Linked DNA regions of Danio rerio: region 1 is linked to region 2. Evidence: chromatin contacts called from public Micro-C data. All regions are on one chromosome and are shown on one strand. Each heading gives the region's core, a stretch centred on a gene start, on an enhancer-like site or on the middle of the called end of the contact. The rest is flanking DNA. Distances are from core to core; before and after follow the strand shown. Region 1 overlaps grhl2b (grainyhead-like transcription factor 2b). Region 2 holds the start of pabpc1b (poly A binding protein, cytoplasmic 1 b).

What was found. A called contact is a pair of places that touch in the nucleus more often than the background predicts.
Region 1: a contact with region 2 is called in a Micro-C map of caudal fin, with 6 times the contacts expected there. The contact joins the enhancer-like site here to the promoter of pabpc1b in region 2. A contact is called at or near these places in 3 of 18 Hi-C or Micro-C datasets (caudal fin, embryo and hematopoietic stem cells).

What each region holds. Positions count from the first base shown.
Region 1 is chr19:13,370,464-13,374,790 of GRCz12tu, forward strand. All of the region lies in intron 7 of grhl2b (grainyhead-like transcription factor 2b), which reads left to right. Among named protein-coding and RNA genes, the nearest start is that of grhl2b, 30 kb to the left of the region's middle. Within about 2 kb of position 1,823, at least 1 of the 62 cell types and tissues checked has an H3K27ac peak or open chromatin away from gene starts, as enhancers often do. A contact at or near this core is called in caudal fin, where this site is marked.
Region 2 is chr19:13,248,881-13,253,009 of GRCz12tu, forward strand. pabpc1b (poly A binding protein, cytoplasmic 1 b) reads right to left here and starts at 1,318. Exons shown (of 15, transcript NM_200882.1): 1 at 665-1,318. The coding sequence starts at 857.

The DNA of each region.
Region 1 (4,327 bases), core at 573-3,072, 120 kb after region 2:
ACTCATGGTGCATTAACTAATGTTAACAAGCATGGACTTGGATGTTAATAATGCATTAGTAAATGTTCAATTATGATTAATAAATGCTGTACATGTGTTGTTCATGATTACTTCATGTTAGTAAATGCATTAACTAATGAACCTTATTGTAAATTGTTACTGATATCCCCGTGTCTCAATGTGCACATCCACCTTACTGATCGAAATGGTATAACATTTGTAATATTCAATAATTTAGGATGGACAGTATGCACATTGAGGTGCAGGCATTGCTATGTTACCAGGCAGCCTTATAAATTACTTCAAAAACAAGTCTGTACTTCACTTAGCCGACAATAATAATAAAAGTGTTTAGCACTGCACTACTTTCTAGCACTACATCTTCTTGTCATATTTCATTTACATTGTTTGCTGATTTTATTTAACAAAACTAGCATAAGGCTAGAATTTAGAGCAAGTTGGTGCTACTTTGCCGTATGGTCTCTGCAGAAAGTGACTGTTTAAGCATCAATAATGTTACTTGTTTTGCACAAAAGTTTGTAACATACAAAAACATAAAAAAACGAAATCTTCCCTATGAAATGTTCTGCCTTTATACTTTGTCTTCTTTGTTTGCTCGTTACTACACCCATACACCACTAAATTCAGATTTCCTTTAGTCTTGACTACTGCGGTTGAATGACATTTGTCCTGGGAGCACTGTGCAAATGTGGCAGCACTATTGACGCATGATAAGGGTCCCTATGGGGTATCTAGCGTATATATCTACGTTCCAAATCCACCATTGGCCAATGACTTTTAAACGTACTGGCTGTATATATTTTTGCAAGCCATTATTATTAACATATAAGCCATTTGTATGTTCATTCTTCATTAAAAATCCACAGAATAAATTAGATTTTATGTAACATAAAAAGATGTCTGATACATTTTGTTTTCTCAAATCAAAATGTAAACTACTGCTTCAAGACACTTAAAACACAGTTATCACAAGATGCTAAAACTCTAAAAAATACTTGCTGCCTGAAATATTTTAATTTGATGAACTTACATCAGTCAAGCTGACTCCAGAAGTAACATATTAGTATTAATTAATTGGTTAAATTTAGAAAAACTTAACTGATTAACTTAGTTAAATTAACTTAGTTAGTTAAATTAACAAAAATATCTGTTGTTAGGCTTTTTGTCATATTTTTGCAGTGCACATGAAAAGATGTGTGTTGAATATTATGTAACACTTTTATGTAATTACTTTTTAGTTGCAAGTTGCTATGTTCACTAATCCATATTGTGTTCTGATGCATTAGAGTAGGTTAGAGTAATCAGAAAGATGCCAGCAAACTGGTGACTATCATTGATTTGCATTGCATACTCATCAGTGCCACATTTTCTCACATTTTCTGCTGCTTGGAAGTTTTTCCTATGCCATCTAAGTGTGCAGTGTCAGTTTTTAGGTCAGTTTTCTTTCATTAGCATGCTTCACTTAACGATAGCCTCTTTCTTGTCCTCTGGCATTGGTAATGGCTGATTATATGAAACTGTTAATAACTAACCACGTAAATATTTAGCGGGCAAGACTGTTTCCAAGGAGGCAGAGGCTAAAAAGAATTTTTGCAAATGCAATTGTAAATAATCAAAGATTGCATTTGAGATCAAATTGAATCTTCCTTAAATATAAACTGATATTTCAAGTGGAGAAAGAAGTTTTCTGTGCAGAAAAACGCCTTAGTTTTTAATGTGAAGTCTGAAGGTTGTTTCTGTACAATCAGTGGTACAGATAGACGTGTCGAGGCAGGTACCTGTTTTGCGTGTGTAGGTGGCGGGTGGGTGAAAAACAAGCAGCACTTTCAACGGTCAGGACTGTAGGTCAAACCGGAACAAGCCGAAAATATGAATATGGCAGTTCTTATACAGAAGTCTGGTAAATGTGCATAAAGATGCACAGCGATAAACCTGCTTTGCATATCATAACAGCACTGTTGTTAATTGCAGTTTCTTTGTTTCTATTTGAAGAGACCGTTCACCAAAATGAAAATTCTGTCATTTGCTCATTCTCCACTCGTTCCAAACCTGTTTAAATTTCTTTATTCTGTTGAACAAAAGCAAATATGTACTGAAGTATGTTAAAAAGAAATAAACAGCCATTGATGTTGGTAGTATTTTTTTTCGTTCCTACTATGGATGTCAATGGCTTCTTTTTTTCCAACATTCTTCAAAATATTGTTTTGGTTCAACAGATGAAAAAATTCATAAATGTTTTTGAGATTACAAAAAAATTATATAAATAAAAGAATGAAATAGATATCAGATAGATCATAGATTTGAAAATGGACATTATTTTGTATAACTTCAAATTAGTAATGGATACGCTTGACAGCTATACTCTACCCTACTTTTTTAACATTTGGATTCACATGGATTTTTCAAATCACACAATTTTTGTCATCAGTTACAAAAGTCACTATGCCAGATTTAGTGATTTTGTCTTGATTAAATCTTGACTTGTCGTGAGTAAAAATGTGCCAGACTACACATTGCTTCATGATCCTTCATCCTGTGACTTCTATGACGAGCGTTATTTCCCAAAGCTGTTGCTATAACAATATTTCTTATCTTAATTGAATATTTTAAACAGTATTTCAATCTCAATAAACACTGATGCTTGCTGGCAAATAATCTTCATTATGTCCTTGTTATGACATTTATAGTATCAAACATGTATTTGCTTTTTATTATTAAGATGTTTTCCTTTATATCTAAATGTAGCCTATATTTTCCAGCCATGGCTTGCTAATTAAACACTCCCTCACCTTAACTTGCCACGAGTGAGAGAGAAAATGAAAGCACATCAACACCATGGAAAAATCAAATGCTCAAGAAAAATGACTTATTAATGACTAATTAAAATGACGTATTAATGACGTATTAAAATGACGTATTAATGACGTATTAAAATGACGTATAAATGACATATTAATGATGTATTAAAATGACGTATTAATGACGTATTAAAATGACGTATTAATGACATATTAAAATGACGTATAAATGACGTATTAATGATGTATTAAAATGACGTATTAATGACGTATTAAAATGACGTATTTATGACGTATTAAAATGACGTATAAATTACGTATTAATGATGTATTAAAATGACGTATTAATGACGTATTAAAAATATTTGCAAATATATGACAGAGGTATGTGATACATCAATAACATTGAAGCAATAATTAAATAAGCGAAACAAATCATCACCGCACAGAGTAGCCAAGTGGATGGGCACAAACCAAAAAAATATTTGAATATTTTTCTTGGAAAAAAAATCTTTTTGAAACAAATTTCATTTGGTATAATTTGTATATTAATTTTAATGTATTTTTTGTTGGTCAGCTATTTATTAGATAAAGAAAAATAACGAATAACATCTGAGGTAAAGTGCTTCAAAACAAGTCCACTATTTGCTTCAGCACCAAAACACAAACTGGTTTGTTAAATAAAATAAAATCTAGCCTAAATGAAATTAAAGTCAAATATTCGCAGTTTCAGAGAAACTTATATTAAACTGTTTTCATTGTTAATGACAAAATCATCCATTGCCAGTGAGTTTTAATTTAATTAGTTTACTCAGGTAATTTGAATAAGCATGTCAGGCTTTTACAAAGTATTAGTAGTACTGAAGTGTTTCCAGATTACCTCTGAAGAACAAACTCAGTTGAAAGGCTGAGAGAGCTCAGAAACTCGTTGTGAGAATGGAGATGTCTGCATATTTGTGCCAGTCGTTCAAATAAAATTGGTTAAAACACTTTAATGTTTTATTGAGAGAAGTTAAAGTTTGCATAACAAATGATTGATATTATCCACCTGAGACCCACCCATAAGTGAATATGCAGCCTTTTTTTTTGATTACCTGACCCAAGAATTAATGGCAGCACCCACAGATATAACTGAGAAATTATGTGCTTCTATTGCCCAGTGTCACCCACATTACGAAGCTCGTCTTATAGATTGGGGAAAAGATTACACATGCTAGACTTTCTGAGATGGTGTCACGAGGCATCGCTGGCATGGTTATTGGTTGTCATGAACTATGTCACATTACACAAAAAGAAATGGTTAAACCCTGTGTCATTACATCCATTTGTCATTTATGACTGCCCACGACACCCTACGTCAAGGAAATTGTGCCGAAATCGTGACAAAATCATGTGATCTGACCTGGGCTTAACACACACTTTTTGTAAAGCTGCTTTGGAACAATAATTATTGTTAATTAATTATTTTAAAAATGTCAAAGTTCTACACCAATTTAAATGTCAGTGTA
Region 2 (4,129 bases), core at 68-2,567:
CTAAAATTTTGTTTTTGAAAATTAAGACCCTGCAGACACTCTAATACCTCAAAATACTTTATTCTTACCAAATAAAAATGCTTGAAAACAAAAATCTAAAGAAATAAAAGTTCTTTTTAAACTAAATTATTAGTGTTAACCCCCAAGAACAAAAGCAAGACATTCATTGCATAGACACAGCTTACTCCCTGCACGTTGTATTTGAATAACAAGGACAACAAATGTATTAAATAACTTTGAATTGCATTTTAAATACGTCTGATCTTAATTTGAAAGGTTATATGAGAGATCTACACTTACAAGATCACCTGCAAAGAAACAAAAAGCATCATATGCTACAGAATCAATTGACCAATGTGAAGATCGTGCTGGTTCCCTCACAAATGTTTGACAGCTCACGGGAATGTATCTCTGCTGCACACTCTCCGCCCAACCCACGCCCTAAAACTGACAGGCGTGCAAGATCAGCTGTCATGCAACACACTATGCGGTATATGCATGCAATTCTCATCTTCAACCCATTCACAATCAATCAATGGACAACTCTTGAAATCGTGAAACCCAGACAGTCGTACTGCATTATGATTTATGTTCAAGCACACAACTGAAACTGTAGATGTACGCGTGTCATCGGAGTAAACGGCACGACACACATGACACTCACCGTCTGCAGGCTGCTGGAAGTTGACATAGGCATAACCGAGCGACCTGCGAGTGATCATATCCCTGCACACGCGGATGGAGAGGATGGCACCGGCCGGACTGAACTTCTCGTACAGCATGGCTTCAGTCACGTCCTGGTGCAGGTCCCCGACATAGAGGGAGGCCATGGGGTAACTAGGAGCGCTGGGGTTCATTTTCTCCTCAGTCGCAGTAGTGAACTCGCTAAATTTCGTGTACGTTATGTTTCAACCACGTCAGAATATAACGTTAGTTGTCTGTCAAGCTAATTTTAAAACGCCAATTGTTAAAACTTACATCCGTCGGGTAAAAGATGACTTCGCAGGAGGGGTTCAGGCGGTTGGTCGTTTAATATGACGAAAATTAAGGACAAATAAAATAAAACGCGCAGAAATATTAAACGAATCAAGCAAACCGCTAACGTTAGGCCTTCGCGAGCTCACAGAATGTCGTTATTTTTTTTTCTTTCTGGGCTGTTGCGATGTTTCAAGGCCTCCGGTTCCCACTTCACCGATTTATATTTATAAAAAAAAAGAAAAAAAGGATTTTTTGGAGTTTTTAAAAGTTTTTTAATTTTTTTGTATTTTTTTATTTTTTATATAATGTGTGCCGAGGCAAGCTCCGGAGCACACACGCACTCACACAGCACTAACAGCCGGGGGTTTCGGGAGAGAAGGGGCGGGCTGAGCCGTCACATATATACCCGCAGACACGTCATGCACCGTGCACGCGCATGTGAAAACCGCAGTCTCTCACCGGTTTGGATGGTGATTGGGTGAAAAGTGGTAGGGGTCGCGGATCTGGCCAATAAGCTTTAATACAATGAATAGTTGATTTATAGGACGATGTGAAGCTCATGGTTAAAGTAAGAGTTTGGTATTTAATTGTTATTTAACTGTGTATTCTTATTTATTTTTTATTTTACCATTATTTAACCAAGAAGTCTCATTGAGATTTAAAATCTCTTTTGCATAAGAGAAACCTGTCCAAGGCAACAGCCATGCAGTAAAACGATTTATAAATACCACATAACAACATTTCATCTGTCCTCTCAACAAAAACAATTACATGCTTCCAATACCGCTCTCTTTGTAATGTCTTTAAATTCCCATTTAATTTTGTTTTGTTTTAAGAAATAATTTTTTGCAAATTATTCCATGACAAAGGTGCACAATAAAAAAAATGCTGTTTTACCCAGCCCTGTACAAACTCGATGTGTATTAAAAAGCAAACACTTGGAAGAGCGTAGCTGGCAGTTCCCTGAGCTAAGATAAAGAAGTTCATTAATTATATAATCATTTTTTAAATAACTTGACGCTGTTAAATAATTTTGTCTTATGGTTGTGATTTTTTCGGGAATATACATATTTTTTTACACAACAATAGGCTATGTTTTGTTTGCTTTTCTAACTAATCAAATTTAAACATTAAATAATCAAATCAATATAATCAGTCAATATATCAATATAATAAATATGTTCTCCCTGTACATTAGAATGGGCTCGTTTAATAAATAAATAAATGTTTTTCTATGCTAAAAATTACCCTCAGACTTAGTGCACCCACATTTATGTTATAGAAAAATATTCAATATCAAATACAAAAAAATAGGAAAAATAAAGAAAAAATAGAAGAAATTTTGCAGTTTGTATTTATTTATTTTTTGTATTTTGCAATATTTTAATTGAATTTAATTATATTATCTTTCAGTTTCTAAATCTGTCTGGTGACTAAAATATTATTTTAATAAATATATCTGTTTACTAAATCTGTATTGTTTAAATGCACCAAAATACATTGCCTATATTCACTGAGTATTGGATAAAAATATTCATTTTCAAAATGTACTCAATTATGCTGAGCACTGTATATGGATATATCTATATAAAAACGTATCATGTTCAAAAATGGCATTAAATGTATTCAGATCAATTACATTTCAATACATTTTATGCTATTTGGATTTTTTAATTAATTTTTTACATGAATTTGAAACATAAACTATGATAATCGGTTGCTTTGTATTACTCAATTGTAAGTGCCCAAAATAAAATAAAGCTTAGCTTATCTCTAGGAATAGTGGGCATTTGTGTAGTGATAATTAACCTAATTACTTTAATCAGAAATAATATTTGCTGGGTTTCCATAGTCCTTAATCGGTGTTGCCTTTTTAGTTGCTTACTTTCATCATAGTTCAAAAGTGAGCAATATTCAATAACTGGCTCGATTAAAGTGTTAACTCACCCCCTTTGAAATCTCTCTGATGACATCCCAAACCTATAAGACTTTTACTCATCATCAAAACACAAAGTATTTTTTAGTCAAATGTGAGAGATTTATGTTTCTCAAAAGTATGTTCATCAATATTCTGATGCATAATTTATTATTTTTTTCTACATATTGAATGTCTTTATTAAGTCTTCTAAAGAGGCAATCACTTCATACCTGATGAAACACAAACTAAACACTTCAAAAACATTACAATACATCAACTGTTAACCATTAAAAAGTGCACATTTAAATTGTTTCTAGTGTGTTTTGGGACATATGCCAGTAGGATTTTGTAGTTTTAACTCGCCACCATTAGAAGGCAGCAAATTATCCGTATAGGGACCATAACAGTTACCACTGAAGGAAATGCAATTCCCATTTTAATCATTCAAACACTTTCTAACTCTACGAGGGCTTCCAGTTACGATGACGAACAGATTTAATTTGGGCTTCTGTTCACATAAACATTGATCAGCTAGGCTAGCAATGTTCGCAGAAACCATTTAATCGGGGAAGGTGAGGCATGTTTGCTTAACACACACAATCTTCTTATGGGTTTGCAATGACAAGTGTGAGAACATTATTTTTTTTTTAAGGGCGAGTAAGCAATGGCAGAATATTCATTTTTAGTGTAAACTAGCATGTAGACGTCAGTGCTGAAGATCCCCAACAGGGGGAGTCACACACCTTGAATGAGTCTGTGTCCTTAAAGGGATAGTACACCCAAACAAGTTAATTCTGTGCATGCACGTTTTGAAAACATCTTTTTTTTTTTTTTTTTTTTTTTTGATTTGTTTCTTGCAAATTAAAAAAAAAAATGAAAGAATGTTGAAAATCAATAGAGGAGAGCGGGGACGAAAGCTGTTATTTTGTATCAATGTAGAACAGTTTCAATGTAATTTCACTTTAATCAAATGTTACACATTGTTACTTTTGACTCGTCAGCAGGAAGGAAAGTAGCTCACACCTGGGTCAAAAGTAACACAACAATACAAGCTAGGTTTACAGGATAAATCTTGTTTATTTTAAATAAATTTGACCTTGTTAATGTTAACTGCAAACATATTTTGTCCTTGTTTTGGAGAAAAGAGCCGCAACATAAATTTCCTTTTTGCACTTAAACTGTTGAACACGGTCCAGAAATCAGGTGATTTTGGGAACTCCATCAAGGGTTGCA